3 separate regions of the Zea mays genome follow, and regions 1 and 2 are each linked to region 3. A link is a contact called in public Hi-C data. All regions are on one chromosome and are shown on one strand. The core of a region is the stretch at or near the end of the contact, and the rest is flanking DNA. Distances in the headings are between cores, read along the strand shown. Region 1 holds the start of LOC100382475 (putative protein kinase superfamily protein). Region 2 holds the start of LOC100280309. Region 3 holds the start of LOC103638868 (probable histidine kinase 1).

Region 1 (2,700 bases), core at 9-2,508, 750 kb before region 3:
TATTTTCTAGCAAAATTTGACCCGAACACTCAAGACATGCGAGGACTAGTTTGACAATCCCATTTTTAAGGATTTTTATTTTCAAGGAAAAATGAACTAATTTTTATTGAAAAAATGAGAAACTCTTTCAAAAATAAAGTTGCTAAACTAGCCTTTAGAGTAGATTGAACCAATTCAAACAAGTTATTGATAATAATCTGAGTTCAAATTTTGTTCGGAACGATGACTAGAGAAAAGAAGTACCTCTGTGGAAAAACGATTTCATTTCGTTATTTCCAAAGGCAACAAAATGAAATGACAAACATATTTCTGTATCAGAAAGTTGCAGCTTAGAATCGTGATATCATGTTGTTCTGCTTCAGTTATAGTAAAACGTTGTTTTAACTAAGATGCAAACTTTAAATGTAGAAAGAACTCTGATTTACTCTCGTCCAATTAGAACTCATAAATTTTTTTGTTTAATTTACTTCACAACTAGTTCCTTAGAATGGTCATTATTTTACTCATGTGCAACGAGTATTATTTAATGAGTCATCTATGGGTAATAGGCTCTATGACCATATCTATGTTATGCTAGGTTAATCATGTCCTAAGAGACACACATAGTGGCAAATTTAAGAAGATGAAGCAAAATAGATATTACCTCCTTTGTCAAATATTTATCGGTCACTCGTTTATTTTTAAACTAAAACACGATAAAGGAAAAATAACGAAGTGAGTAATAATTTGCACCAATAAACAAAATTGCTTGCACGATGTAATTCGCGTAGGCAAGCATAGACTATAAAATATGAGTATTAATCTAGTTCCATGAAATATGGTTTAAGTAAACACAGTGAAGCTAAAAGGTCGTATATGGGTTTATTCATCTAAATCATAAGTTTTTAAAGCATTTAACAATATTGGAAGTAATAATCATAGTCATATCAGGATATGTAATATATGAAGCAGTAAGATGAACAATCGTAAAACTGTGTTTGTTTCGCAGAAACTAAACCCCATTCAATTACAGTCCAAACCACTGCCATTGTTTATTTGTCTATTGTTTCTCTAACCATATCCATCATCAACCAAAAGCCCAACCGCGGTTGCAACAATAAAGATGATAAAAAAAAACTGCCTCAACCTCAACGGCTCACCCCCTAGTCGCCTCGCCCCGCCCCGCCCCGCCCCGCCCCGCCCCCGCGGCCCGCGTTGTTGTTCTTGTAGTACGCGGCAGCAGCTTTCTTTTACCTATTCCAACCCTCTGGGCTCTGGCACACAGCTACTCCGCCTCCTCGCCCTTTTCTCCTCATCCCTCGCTTTCGCTTCGCCGTTCCAACGCGGAGCCCCCACGGAAAATAAAGGCCAAGAAGTGATGGTAGTGGAGTAAAACCACGCGTTGGAGGGCAGAGGGACAGGTTGGTGGAGGACGCGCACCCAGCGTGGAGAGCAGCAGGAGCTACGCGAATTCGGGCCGCGAGTGCGCCGGTTCAGGTTGCCGCCGCCGGTGGAATTGTGGCAGACGAGGTGGCCTGTTGGTAGCCGCGGGAGTTTGCGAGTAGGTCGGTTCCGGTTGGTGTGCGAGCGAAGGTGCTGTTGGAGGCGTGGATCTGGCCGGCGGCGGGCGATGGGAAGGAGGGACTAGGGCTCGATTGGAGGGAAAGGCGCGATCTTGGAGGTTCCCATGGGCGGATGCCTCTCGCAGGAGGAGCACCGGCTCCAGAGCAGGCCAGGTTCGTGCTCTCTGCTTGTCCTACTCCCATCCCATATTCCCATGTGAACGCGCGACCTCGCCGGCGTCGTACTCGCTCCCGCCCCCGGTTAGCACCACCCGCGGCCGGCGGCTCCAGCCGCCTCGCCGCGCCGCGCCGCGCCACCGCCACCTGCTTCCCGCCACCTCGACCCCGCCCGCGTGACAGAGTTTGCGTTTACTATCAGTTGCTGTGTCACCTGTGTAATTTAGTTGTGGATTAGCTATCGTTTGCTTAGTGGGTTTTGGTACAATCACCTTAAGATGAGGGAGGGAGGGGGTAACAGAAATGCCCGATGCTTGTGAACTCATGTCATGTAACAAGTGATTAGTGATGAGATGTGCCATGCATAGCAATTTTGGCCTAAATTTTCCCTTTTCAATGTCGTATTTTTATGCTCTATAGTACCAAATTTCTTCTTTTCGCCCAAACTTTACATGGTGTAATTTCGCTCTTTGATGTCCTGTGGAAGACCTGTGATATCATAATAAACCCATGCATTGCTTGTAGAGTTGCATTCAAGGCATACTTTAGGGGAAGAATAAGACAATCTCAGCTCACATTTTGATGTACAAATAACATCAGAAAAGTTTGCAGATAATTTGGTACCTGCAAGGTAGTGCTTGGACAATTCTGGTAACTTGATCTTGAATTGATTCTTGATAAGCTAGTCAAACATGTCTCAAATTAATCCTGAAGACGACAAACCTATAAAGCAAAACTTTGATGATGGGTAGCTCTGCAGTTGTGCTGATATCTTCAAGAGTTTCAGTAGAAATTGCCTTGTCCAAAAATGCAGGGGAAGACATGACATGTACTATCCTGCTTATGTTATCTTGTGATCATAAATGCTTTCGTGAAACCATTTTAAATCTTCCCTTAAGATCATTATGACCGTGTTATGTTGTGCCTTCTTATTGGCATGCACGCCATGGACTAATGTGAAAAAAAAGAATTGTCTACAAGG
Region 2 (2,700 bases), core at 148-2,647, 580 kb before region 3:
AATCCTGAAGCACTTGACAACCTACTGAAGCAATTTACCAGTTACACATCTGTTTGAGTCCTACCGGATTCTTTGCCTTGTGCTGTCAAATCCGACAAGCTTTTTTCTCTTCCTGTTTATATGTAAATTGTGAAGTCCGTACTTATTAGGATCTGGGCCTGAAGATACCGGTACAACTGCAACAGCTGTGATGGCTTGGAGCTGAGTCATGGGTAAAACGGCCACAGCGATGTTTATAGAATGGCACTGCCCTCATAGTAATTTATCGTGTTCAATGTATGTCTCCATAGTCTTCCACCCAACTCCCAACTCATTAGTTCTTTATTCTTGGAGAACAGTTTTTGTCAGAGTGTTATACTGTCATGATATGATCCATTCTTTGTAGACACAGAGATTACAACAGATGTATCACAAATGCAGTCTTAATTTTGTCACTATTAAATCTTTTATCATGCGTTCTACTGAATTAGGTGTTAGCATTTCTTAAATTTCACTGTGATCAATTTTCAGCAAAGTAAGCGTATTTGAGCTGCTGCTAGAGGAGATATACTAGTAGAGTACATTTTTCATCTCCAATATGAGACACTGACACGTGAATGATGATCTATCTGTTTTAAATTATAAGTCATCTTGTTTTTTTAACAAAGTTATTTTGATTTTTTTATGTATTAGATTTTGCTATGCACTTAATTTAAAATAGAGCGTATACATATGTATGTTAGATATGTTTAATAGGAAAATATTTCTTACTTTTTTTATTATTAACTTCTGTTAGGTAACATGTGATAATTAACTTCTAAATCAACTGTCTACGGTCGTTTTGGTGAACCATAGCAAAAAGTTATTTGAGCGAAGTAAGCGCATTTCAGCCGCAGCTAATACAGAATCACAAAACATAATATTTATATTTTTTTAGGAGATAATATATTACCTCAGTTTATTTTAGTTCTTGATTGTTACGTCTATATTTAAATAGATAATAAATCTAGAAATATATATATAACTCATATATAATGTTATTATGAATCTATTAATTATCTAAAACAAATTTTAATTTAGGATAGAGATGATATCTAAAACGAATTTTAATTTAAATGGATGGAGTAGTACATTTTCCATCTCCCAGATGAGACACTGACATGTGGACGATGGACCCATCCGTCTTAATTCGACCCAGGCCTACAATATCCACAACCTATTTCAGTAGGCCCACATCAAGCCACGTAGCACCAGTAGAACCCGGACACGCGGCACCATTCTCCGCTCTTCCCTCCACCTTCCGGTTCCAACTTTCCAAACCACCCCCTCACTTCTCAAAACTCCCAACTACCACTACCAGTCCAATCAAGAAATGCTCCACTACATCTCCTCTTCCCCTCTCCGTCCCCGATTCCTCCTCCTCCCGAGCCCACCCTCCAATCTTCGCTTCCTCACCATGAGCGCCTCCCCCTCGAGCTCCTCGTCCCGTTCGGTGCGCGGTGCGGCGGTGTCGGTGCCTTCCCTCGGCGCCGACGAGGCCTGCGCAGTGGCAGATGAAGCCTTCCGGAGGTACACGTCGCCGAGCTTATTGAGGAGAGGCGGCGTCGGGGTGGCCGTCGTGTGGTTCAGGAACGACCTCCGAGTTATCGATAACGAGGCGCTTCTGCGAGCATGGGCGGCTTCCGAGGCGGTCCTGCCGGTGTACTGTGTCGATCCGCGGGTCTTTGCGGGGAGCACGCATTACTTTGGGTTCCCCAAGAAGGGAGGTGAGGACCTAGCGATTCTGCATTTTGCTCGTTGCTGCTGCTTCTGGGATTTGAGTAGGTCAGGGGTAATGCTGATCTGTTGTCGTCGTAGAGCCAACTGCAAGCAAGCATAGCCTGATTAGAAAATATTGGTGATTTACGTGTATTTGTTTGTGTTTGGTGAAACTTAATCACCTGTTCAGCATTGAGGGCGCAGTTCTTGATAGAGTGTTTAGGAGACCTGAAGCAGAGCCTGAGGAAAAAGGGCCTCGATTTGCTAGTCCGGCATGGCAAGCCTGAAGAGATCCTTCCTTCAATTGCAAAGGCCGTCAGTGCACACACAGTAGGTTCCCCTTCTGCACCCTCATATTTATCTCTCAACCAATGTTAGCATAGTTGAATTCTGGATCTTTAGGTACTAAACTCATGACAGGCACCAAAGGTTAAGTCAGTAAGCGATGTGTCTCCAGATATACGCTCATAAGGAAACCTGTAGCGAAGAGCTCCTCGTCGAACGCCTAGTGAGCAAAGGCTTGGAACAAGTCCAGATTGCTCAAGGAGGAGCATCTGTCCCGAAGAGGCCTCTGAACCCCAGGTTGCAGCTCATCTGGGGAGCAACAATGTACCACATCGATGACCTCCCGTTCCCAGTTAGCAGCTTGCCAGACGTGTACACACAGTTCAGAAAGGTTGCGATTTTCTTTGCAAATTCTAGGCCTTTTTTGCAGGCGTAATGGTTAAATGATGAAGCCGTGCTTCTTGCCAGGCAGTTGAATCGAAGTGCTCAGTTAGGAACTGCGCCAAGTTGCCAACGTCGCTCGGTCCACCCCCTAGTTCCAGCATAGATGAGATTGGAGGATGGGGGACAGTACCAACACTGGAGTCACTAGGCCCCAGTGTTACGAAGGCAGGTTTAGCTGTAGGCTTGTAGCTAGTTGTGCTTTAGTCAGGTGATTCACCTGTTCTAGGTTTAATC
Region 3 (2,700 bases), core at 32-2,531:
TGTAAACACTTAATTTTCATCTACTGTTTGACACTATTATATTTGGTCTGGTTTCTGATAGTTGATGAAAATTACTAATTGTTATCTTTTTACCGATAAAATTAGATAATTTTCATCAACTGTGTTATGACCGATGAAAATTATTCATTTTTACTAGGTAAGCCAAAAGTACACCAAAATTGTTTAACTATGAAAGTATTTCAATTTTCTATTATGATAATAGTGGGCTAGTTAGTTTTTATGGCCCTTGTAATAAAAATCACATGATTTCCGGATTTTCGGCATCAGACAAAACAATGTTAGACCAAGGAGTATAGTAGTACGAATCATTTGGGTGTTGTCGGGACTGTGACCCTACTATACATTCGTAGCGATGCTTTTTTGTCGCAAACAAAAAGGGAAATTCATAGGAATAAATATTTAGAAGGTAAAAAATACCTCGAAATTGTTTTTATAAACTGATCAAAGAGAAAGTGGACGTAAAACTAGAAAAATAAAATATATGATAATCCTTATCCTTTTTAAAGCACCAATTTCTTACGTCACATACAAAACGCGTAAATATATCCTTGTCTCCCACTTCTTGTCCAACAATGGGCCTTATATATTGTTACTAGGGGCGGACCTAGTGGGTGGTTTATGTGGCCCACGGCACACTCTAAGATCATATAAGATTAGTTAGCATAGTGATGTAAATACTATCTTTTGAACTTGACAGTCAAGGTTCGAGTTTTATTGATCTTTGTTTTTTTTGTTTCTTTTTTTATATTTTTTCGGCACACCCTAAGCGTAGCAGCTTGGTCCGCTACTGATTGTTACACAACATATGTGTTATGATAAATCACTCAAACATAATACGACAAAAAGCCACACATAACTCAGGACTCTCATATGTATCACCTCGTTAGCTGAAGGACAATAAGCGATCGAGCAAGCTATAAAAAAACAGATTAGACTCTTTTTGAACTCATAAACTTTGTTGGCCTTTTAGATAAAATAAAATATAATATTTGTTTTTATCACTCTAATATTTAATATATGAATTATATGTTTACTTTAATATTAAATTTATTTTTATAGGTATTAAATATAATTGTGCGTCGTCACATTATACGGACGCAAATCCAAGCTAGGACGTCCATGAGACCAATAGACCATGACCATGGCCCAGAACTCCAGAAGCATGGTACCAGGCACTCAGGCGGCTGACTCGGCGAGCTCGTTACCCCGCACGACCGCAGCCATCATTTAAAAAACTCCCCCGTCCGCCCGGTTCCCCCGCCGCGTTTATTAACCGCCTCCCCTCGTCGCTTCCCTCCGCGCCCACCACTACCACCACCACGGGGCGGCGGCCAGATTGGCCGGCGAGAAACGGAAAAAAGAAATCAGCCACGAGAGCGAAGACTAAACAAGTCGGGCGGAGGGCGTCGCCAGTTGCGCAATTCTTTTCGCTGCGCACATGGCCCATCCGCCCCCGCGGGCTCGATTCCTTGCACCAGCTGCCCAGCCTGCCCCTCCGCCACCCCGCGCAAATTTTATACTATTCTCGTCACATGGACGCTGCGCCCCCGCCCCGCTCGCGGCCATTAGATCCTCCTCTGCAAACTCCACCCTCTTCCTCCGGCCCTCGCCTCTGCTCCTGCTCTGCTCCCCGTCGCATTGACCCGCACCTGCTTCCTGTGCTCGCGTGCAGCTCAGCTCAGTTCTGCTCCGTCCGTCCAGGCCGTGACGACTCGTCTGGGATGGCGTCTCCCCGAGCTGCGCCTTGTTCTTCCAGGTGGGCGATCCTTGCTTGCGTGCCGCGAGGTTTATTGATCGGGAGTGCTGGCCGGCCGGCCAGGCATTTTGTTGGATGGGTGGCGGGCGTAGTGCTATTCAGTCCAGCTGTTCCGTTTTGGCTGTTTTTTTATTGCTCTTTCGTGCGTACCAACTTTGCTCGGCCGTCGCGCGGTGAGAGATTTGATCTTGAGCTCTCCAGGATCACTTGATCTTTTTTCGGCATTTCGTCGAATGGGTAGATCGTCTAGCCCATCAGACCAGGGGATCCTACTCGGATCAGGTCTCCGACGTATGTTTTCCAGTTGGGCGTACCGTTGTTTCTTGATTTCAGTTAAGCTTGTGGTGCCTTTCTTTGGTGGCCAAGTGTTTGACTTTGTGAGCTGTATGCCGCGTAGTTGATCCGTAAAGACTAGGGTGTTATCCCCTGGAGGGTTCAGTTTAGTTGGGTATAAGTTAGTTTTGTCAGGTTTGCACCTCAGTGTTAGTGACTCATCAGTTAGTTTTGTTCGGTAATTCAGCAGTGTTTGATTTTGGCCACAGCCGGAGAACCCCAGAATCTTGGATTCGGTTGTGCACTTTTTTTTTCACCGATCCTTCCCTTGATCCAAAGATGATCCAGTATGCCTTGAGGGAATGGAAGGTTCCATCTTTATGGCTTAGAATTCCGTTAAAAGCTGAGTTTTGTGTCAGCTTTTGGTAGTGCGCTGTTATTTGTTTTCTTGAGCAAAGCTTCTACTCTGTTGAGATGTTCCATCAAAGCCAAATCCTTTTGGCATCTTGATGAACTCATATGTTGTTTGTTTGATCATTCTTAACTTTCTATTAATCATAGTCTGCTCCCCAGTCAGCCTTTCAGTTTCTGTAATCAATTAATTTGCATTGAAAAATTTATCAATCTATTTATCTATATCGTGTATATAG

The links. Hi-C and Micro-C count contacts between places; a contact is called where the count stands out from the background.
Region 1: a contact with region 3 is called in a Hi-C map of endosperm, with 3 times the contacts expected there. The contact joins the promoter of LOC100382475 here to the promoter of LOC103638868 in region 3. A contact is called at or near these places in 2 of 25 Hi-C or Micro-C datasets (endosperm and tassel).
Region 2: a contact with region 3 is called in a Hi-C map of tassel, with 2.8 times the contacts expected there. The contact joins the promoter of LOC100280309 here to the promoter of LOC103638868 in region 3. A contact is called at or near these places in 2 of 25 Hi-C or Micro-C datasets (ear and tassel).

The regions. Positions count from the first base shown.
Region 1 is chr9:113,767,280-113,769,979 of Zm-B73-REFERENCE-NAM-5.0, reverse strand. LOC100382475 (putative protein kinase superfamily protein) reads left to right here and starts at 1,258. Exons shown (of 6, transcript NM_001175215.1): 1 at 1,258-1,715. The coding sequence starts at 1,667.
Region 2 is chr9:113,596,272-113,598,971 of Zm-B73-REFERENCE-NAM-5.0, reverse strand. LOC100280309 reads left to right here and starts at 1,397. Exons shown (of 12, transcript NM_001153235.1): 1 at 1,397-1,745; 2 at 1,928-2,067; 3 at 2,195-2,413; 4 at 2,491-2,631. The coding sequence starts at 1,436. LOC100275724 reads left to right here. Exons shown (of 11, transcript NM_001371724.1): 11 at 1-437. The coding sequence ends at 57.
Region 3 is chr9:113,018,517-113,021,216 of Zm-B73-REFERENCE-NAM-5.0, reverse strand. It overlaps LOC103638868 (probable histidine kinase 1), which reads left to right and starts at 1,281. Exons shown (of 13, transcript XM_020544106.1): 1 at 1,281-1,777.